Regions from separate parts of the Hordeum vulgare genome. Here region 1 is linked to region 2. A link is a contact called in public Hi-C data. All regions are on one chromosome and are shown on one strand. Each heading gives the region's core, a stretch centred on a gene start, on an enhancer-like site or on the middle of the called end of the contact. The rest is flanking DNA. Distances are from core to core; before and after follow the strand shown.

What was found. Hi-C and Micro-C count contacts between places; a contact is called where the count stands out from the background.
Region 1: a Hi-C map of seedling shows a contact between it and region 2, with 4 times the contacts expected there. The contact joins the promoter of LOC123452799 here to the promoter of LOC123398944 in region 2. A contact is called at or near these places in 2 of 6 Hi-C or Micro-C datasets (leaf and seedling).

What each region holds. Positions count from the first base shown.
Region 1 is chr5H:551,341,476-551,344,466 of MorexV3_pseudomolecules_assembly, forward strand. LOC123452799 (transcription factor BHLH089-like) reads right to left here and starts at 1,561. Exons shown (of 6, transcript XM_045129517.1): 1 at 1,176-1,561. The coding sequence starts at 1,388.
Region 2 is chr5H:550,952,876-550,955,780 of MorexV3_pseudomolecules_assembly, forward strand. It overlaps LOC123398944 (cysteine-rich and transmembrane domain-containing protein WIH2-like), which reads left to right and starts at 1,455. Exons shown (of 3, transcript XM_045093386.1): 1 at 1,455-1,656; 2 at 1,800-1,923; 3 at 2,033-2,262. The coding sequence starts at 1,617. The coding sequence ends at 2,105.

The sequences.
Region 1 (2,991 bases), core at 311-2,810, 390 kb after region 2:
AACTTATTCCCCTTGTGACTAGGGATAAAAAGATTGGCAGAATTTGTGCAAAGATAAACTAGTCTTGTTAACTTGAATACTGAGCAGAGCAATCATACACTGTCAACATCAGTGAGCCAAGCCTGACAGGCATTAGCAGTTTAGCACTGATATGGACCAATCTAGAGTACGTACACAGATCACTGTTCAGTACCAAGTTATGACACCTACTTATTATATACATCATTTCAGTTGACAGAAGTTGAGCTGTGAAAGCCACTAGAGGATGTCTTTGACAAAAGTACTCCCTCCGTTTCTTTACTCCGGACGTAAGATTTGTCTTAAGTTAAACTTAGTAAAGTTTCATCCGCAAAAAAAAACTTCATAAAGTTTGACCAAATTTATATTTAAAACTACCAACATCCACAACACTAAAGATCTAGTACGATATGAAAATTATTTCCATGATGCACCTAATGGTATTGAATTGATATTGTGAATGTTGATATTTTTTCCTAATTTTCGTCAAACTTTGCAAAGTTTGATTTGAGACAAAACTTACATGGAGAGTATAAAGACGGAGTGAGTAGAATCTAGGCCAACACCGTGGATATAATAAAGCTGTGGCTAGCTAAAAATAGGAAAACTAGCACTGTGATCAACAGTGTGTTATTACTACAATAATGATGAAAGGTAGCTACAGAGTAATGGTGCCTTTCAGACACCTGGAAATGAGTCTTGTCTACACTCAAACTTAAACACCACTTATGATACCTACTCCCAAGGCATTTGGATTTGTTAATTAGGGAGATCGATAATGTTAACCTTCCAGTACTTCTAGAGAATGTTCTAGTAAATTATGAACCAGCATCCCAAGTCTAGTTACATTCAGGCATCCTCACACGGCAAATGCTAGCTGCAGCCAACAAACCGTATATAGTACAGTTACCAAACCAATCCAAGCTTACCAAAACGGTCATGCTACTAACTTACAAGAACCACAACTACGCCGAATCGAGCACATGAGCAGATCACCGACACCGCCAAGCTGACTGGTGTCCGAAGCGGCCACTCTCAAGAGTCTCAGTTGCAGCAAGCAGCAGAGCAACAATGCGCGAGCCCCCGAATTCCCCTCTCACCAGCCCAGACCCCGCCCCCGCCACACGGATCACAACGGACGCCGAGGAAAAACCTACCAAATCCTGGCCGCCGGAGCCGCCGGAGGTGGAGACGGGCCTGGCGGAGGCGGAGTCGTCCTCGGACGCGGGGGGCTCCCGCTGCCTCCTCCGCGGGCGGCTGCCGCTGCTCTGGCCCGTGACGGCGGAGGACGCCTCGCCCGCGCGCCCGCCGCCGCCGGCGCGGTGCGGCGGGCGCCAGGGCTCGGCCTTGAGCTGCGGGGCGGGCTCCATCGCCCCTTCGCGCGGCGGAGCGCTAGGGTTTCGGCGGGGGGCGCGCGTCCGCGGACGGAGGGGGGAGACCAGATCGGGTGGGGAGGCCGAGGCTGGGGGAGGGGGAGCTCGCCGCGGCACTGACCCACTGTGCACTTGCGCAGGGGAGGGGGGGGGGGAGGGAGGGGTCAGAGAAGACTGGAGGAGAAAGAAAATTAATAAATGCTCGGGATTTGGCCACGCGGTGATTGGCGGGCGTGCGTGGGGGGGCTGCCGCTGGATCTACTCCACTCCACGCGACGCGATCGAATCTGCTCCGTCTGGACGTGCGGGTCGGCCCGGCCCGGCCCGGCCCGGGAGCATGTTGCGCTGCGAGCTGTCATCGGTCGATCGGGTCGGGGGTCGGCGAGCCGAACGGGTGTGGGTCGTCTTCACGTGTACGGTGTGCCCGCGGAAGACGGGCTGGAGACCCGTCCCCGGCAGGGCATCTTCTTGTCTTTCAAATAAAGTTTTTTCTGTCTCTGCTTTTCCTTGTGTAGCTTTTCTCATCTTGTGAAGGGATGGTTGCTATCAAGTGCGCAATCCTTTCTTCAAATGCATTTACTCGGGCTGAGAGTACTTCCAACAACACACGATGCAAAACAGTGAGTATCCAAAAGAAGAAAAAAAAATCGACACCCTCTTCGCCTGCGTCGCCCCCGGGTGCGATGATGGGGGCCAGCGTTAACTGTCGCCAACCTTAGGCCCTTATCCTTCCCCTTCCTCCTCCTCCTCGTCGGATCTTGTTGGCGTTGGAGGGCCAATATGGGCGACAAAGGAGACTCCCCCCCCCCCTTCCATGCAGTGGTCGATGGCACGGATAGGCGCCGTCGTGTGGATGCGCGACACTATGTGGGACGGTGTTTTGCGACGAAGGCATGAAAGTCCATAATTTACATTCAAATTGTTCGTTGCACGTCCTAGAGCCGCCGCTGCGACTTGGAGACACGATATATGAGTTCTTGAAGGTGGTCGCCATTGAGAAAGTTGTCATCACACTATCATCAACAAGAGCTTTAAATAGTCAAATTTAAACGCTAAAGGATCACTATGTCGTGGGGTTCGCACCACTCACGTGGTAGGTCAATTGTATAGCAAAAAGGAAATTTATGAGAGCATTTACAACAAGACATAGCAAATATGTGCCCTTAAAAGCCCGCGTACACTTACCGAACATGTCTTATATGTTGGCTTTCACATCCTATCCCTCGTATTCGAAACCTTAAAACCATGCAAACTACGTAAGATACGATTAGCACACACGAATCAATATTTCATCGCGTGACGAAAGGAGCAGAATTCATCGGGGTTTAACCACGGACAGTGCAAATTCATACTACAAACTACTTAAACATAGATGAAATATAAACATAACGGGGGAAGGGCGAAGGAAATCACCATTTCCTCACCAACCCCTTCCCCTTTCGGTCGTCGACACAGTCGTGCCCCTCCTCCATGTAGGCATTGACGTGCGGAGGTGCGTCGCAATTGAAGCTGGAGGTGGAGTCGTTCGTCTGGTCGGAGTCGGAGCTGCACCTTTCGTCTGATAGCCTATGAAGCAGACGGTCATGCTCCTTCGCATGGA
Region 2 (2,905 bases), core at 205-2,704:
AGTTTTTATCTGGTTTTATTTATGGAGCCCTCTAGTTTTTCATAGAGGTGAGAATAGATCGGGTACAAAGCACACTGTATACATGAGTATATATAGGGTCTAGGAAACAGACCCGAGTTTCACTTAAACTCCTAAGAACAAGTACAATAGTGTCTAGTCAGCTGGCTATAAGCCATTCCACTTCACCTAAAATCTAGCTCGAGGGAAGAGAAGACAAGAGAGAGAAGACAGCGGGCGATTCATGGAGCGCCCGGCTATAGCACAATGTTCGATAGAAAGGAGCTGCATGCAGAGGCTAAAAGCTAGCACTACTTCCTCACCTTCAATCAGTGGCATTTTTCTCTCTTCCATGCATATAAACATTGATTACTACAGCTAACTGTTACAGCTAGTTTTATTGTACGAGAATAATTTTCTGAAGGCTACAAATGACATGGCATCGGCATAGAGCCGGCAGTCGGCTCTTCTATTAAGAGCATGGTTAATAGTATAGCCAACTGCTGGCTATAAGCAGTCTTATAGCCATCTTATATCTAACTTATACAATAGTTATCTATAAAAGAGTATTACTTTTATCATATATGACCCACATTTTATTCTCACAAATCACCTATGAGCACGGCTGGATATGGCTCTTCACGAAGAGCCTGTTTCCCTTCTCTCTCCTCTTCTCTCTCATCCAAATCAGCAAAAATATAATATTTTAATCCTTACAGCCTGTTGATTGTACCTTATTGTACTTGCTCTGTCCATGCTCTGAACCTATCCGGATACAAACCTACCCGGAGCTCTAATGGACCAATGAGCAACAGGTATTAAAAAACCAAATAAAATCCCAACGAAAGCTGAAAAAAGGCGGCGTAGCGGAGAACAGCCGGGCCGCCGCCCAGCCCTGCGCCTATGGACACGCGCGCCCACGCGCATTGACCACACCACATGGCCTGCTGCCATGCTATGTCCAGGGGTCGGCAGCGACCGAGCCGGTGCCCGAACCAAGACCTACAACCGCCCAAAACGGAAAAGGAAAATTCCTTTTCCGAGCCGCAAGACGCAAGGACGACACGGCCGCCATGCCATTGCCCATGCCCGTGCACCGGCGCAACAGAGGAGAAGAGAAGGCATGCGCGCAGTGGGAACGGAACACACGGCTGGGATGGGATGGGGGATCGCCGGCCAGCGCAAGGTGACCGTGCGCCGGGGGGAATCAGGTGCCAAAACCTCGTTGCAAAGCAAAGCAAAGCAAAGGAGGTACTACTACCGAGGGGTTCGATTCGGCGGCCCCTTTCGCGCGCTTTCGAGATGCTTCCTCTTGGTCAGGCCTCCAACCGAACCACCACCACCGGAGAGAGACGTCACGTCTCCTCCGCCGACACAGCATGCCCTACCACCTTCCCCCCGCCCCCGCCCCAGCGCGCGCCACGTCCAACCGCGCGGCCGGCTATAAGTAGACGCACCACGCCGCCCAGAAACGCCGGCCATTAGCCAGCTGCTATATCACCTGCTCCACTACTGTTACCCATCGTCAATCACCTTCCCAGTTGCTTTCTCTCCCCATCGTCACCGTCGACGCGTACACCGGGCGGTGAGTTGGTCGTCTCCGGGGAGGATCGATCAAGATGAGCGATCCCAAGTACGCCTACCCCTACCCCGCGCAAGGTACGCGCGAGCTCACCCTCATCTTGCTTGCTTGCTTGCTTGCTATGGAGAGGAACCAGAAGAGGATCCATCCAAGATGCGGCCGGGTTCCGTTTCTTCATCATCTTGATGTTGATGGTCTGTTTCTGGTTATTTATATGCAGGTTACTACCAAGGGGGGCCATACCAGGGGCAGGGCGGCCCGTACCAGGGGCCGCCGGTCATGGCGCCGCCGCAGTACGCCGCGCCGCCGCCGCCGCGAGCCCAGCCCAGCTTCCTCGAGGGCTGGTACGTGCGTGCTTAATTACCTTGTCCACGGCCACGGCTAACAATCACCTGTCCCCAAGCTAGTGATTGGCAAAATTACTCACTCTGTGCTCTCTCATTGTGCATGCAGTTTGGCCGCGCTCTGCTGCTGCTGCCTGATCGACGAGTGCTGCTGCGACCCCTCCATCATCTTCGTCGGGTAGATCAGATCAGCATGCGTCAACTGTACAAAGAGACGATGATGGCCTCCTCAAGGATATTTACCACGTTGTTGCCACGCTATATATGATACTATATCTAATATATTCGCTTATTGTAACTCGAATCCATCAGTAACAAAAAGGCTTCACGATCCTGCTATCTTCCGTCCGTCTCCATTTCCTCTGCGTGTAAATTCGTTGCACTGTTACAAGTGCGCTCGTTCATTGTGCCTCTGGTAGTACTGATGATTTGTGATTAATTATTCTCTTTTATTACTGTGGTTGGGTGGAATGTGGATACACGATGGAGATGTCTCTACACTGAACGAGAGTGAGAGTGAAAGGCAACGACAATTTGCGAGAATTTATGCTAAAGCAAATATTATCCTGCTATAAAGCACAGGTGCTTGAGCAGAGATTAAAGGGGAAAAAACAGGTGTATCTCCTCTCCCCTAATAATAATAATAATAATAATATATGATATATATAATAATAAAGCGCGCAGCGCTTCTCGTCCGGCGTCGGTCATTTTACAGAAGCCCTCGCAGTTTTAGGTAATTAATCCGCGGTTTAATTTTAAGTCAGCGTCGTCGGTCATTTTACAGAAGCCCTCGCAGTTTCAGAACGAACCGTTTTTTTGTCATTTTGCAGAAAAGTCCTCACAATTTTAGATAATCAACCGCGGTCCATCTTTTAGTCACAGCCGAACCGTTTTTTACATTTTTCTTAAAAATCCCTGATGTTTTAGGTAATCAACCCGCCGTCCCTATGTAAGTCAGCCGAAACGATTTTTTGTTTTAACA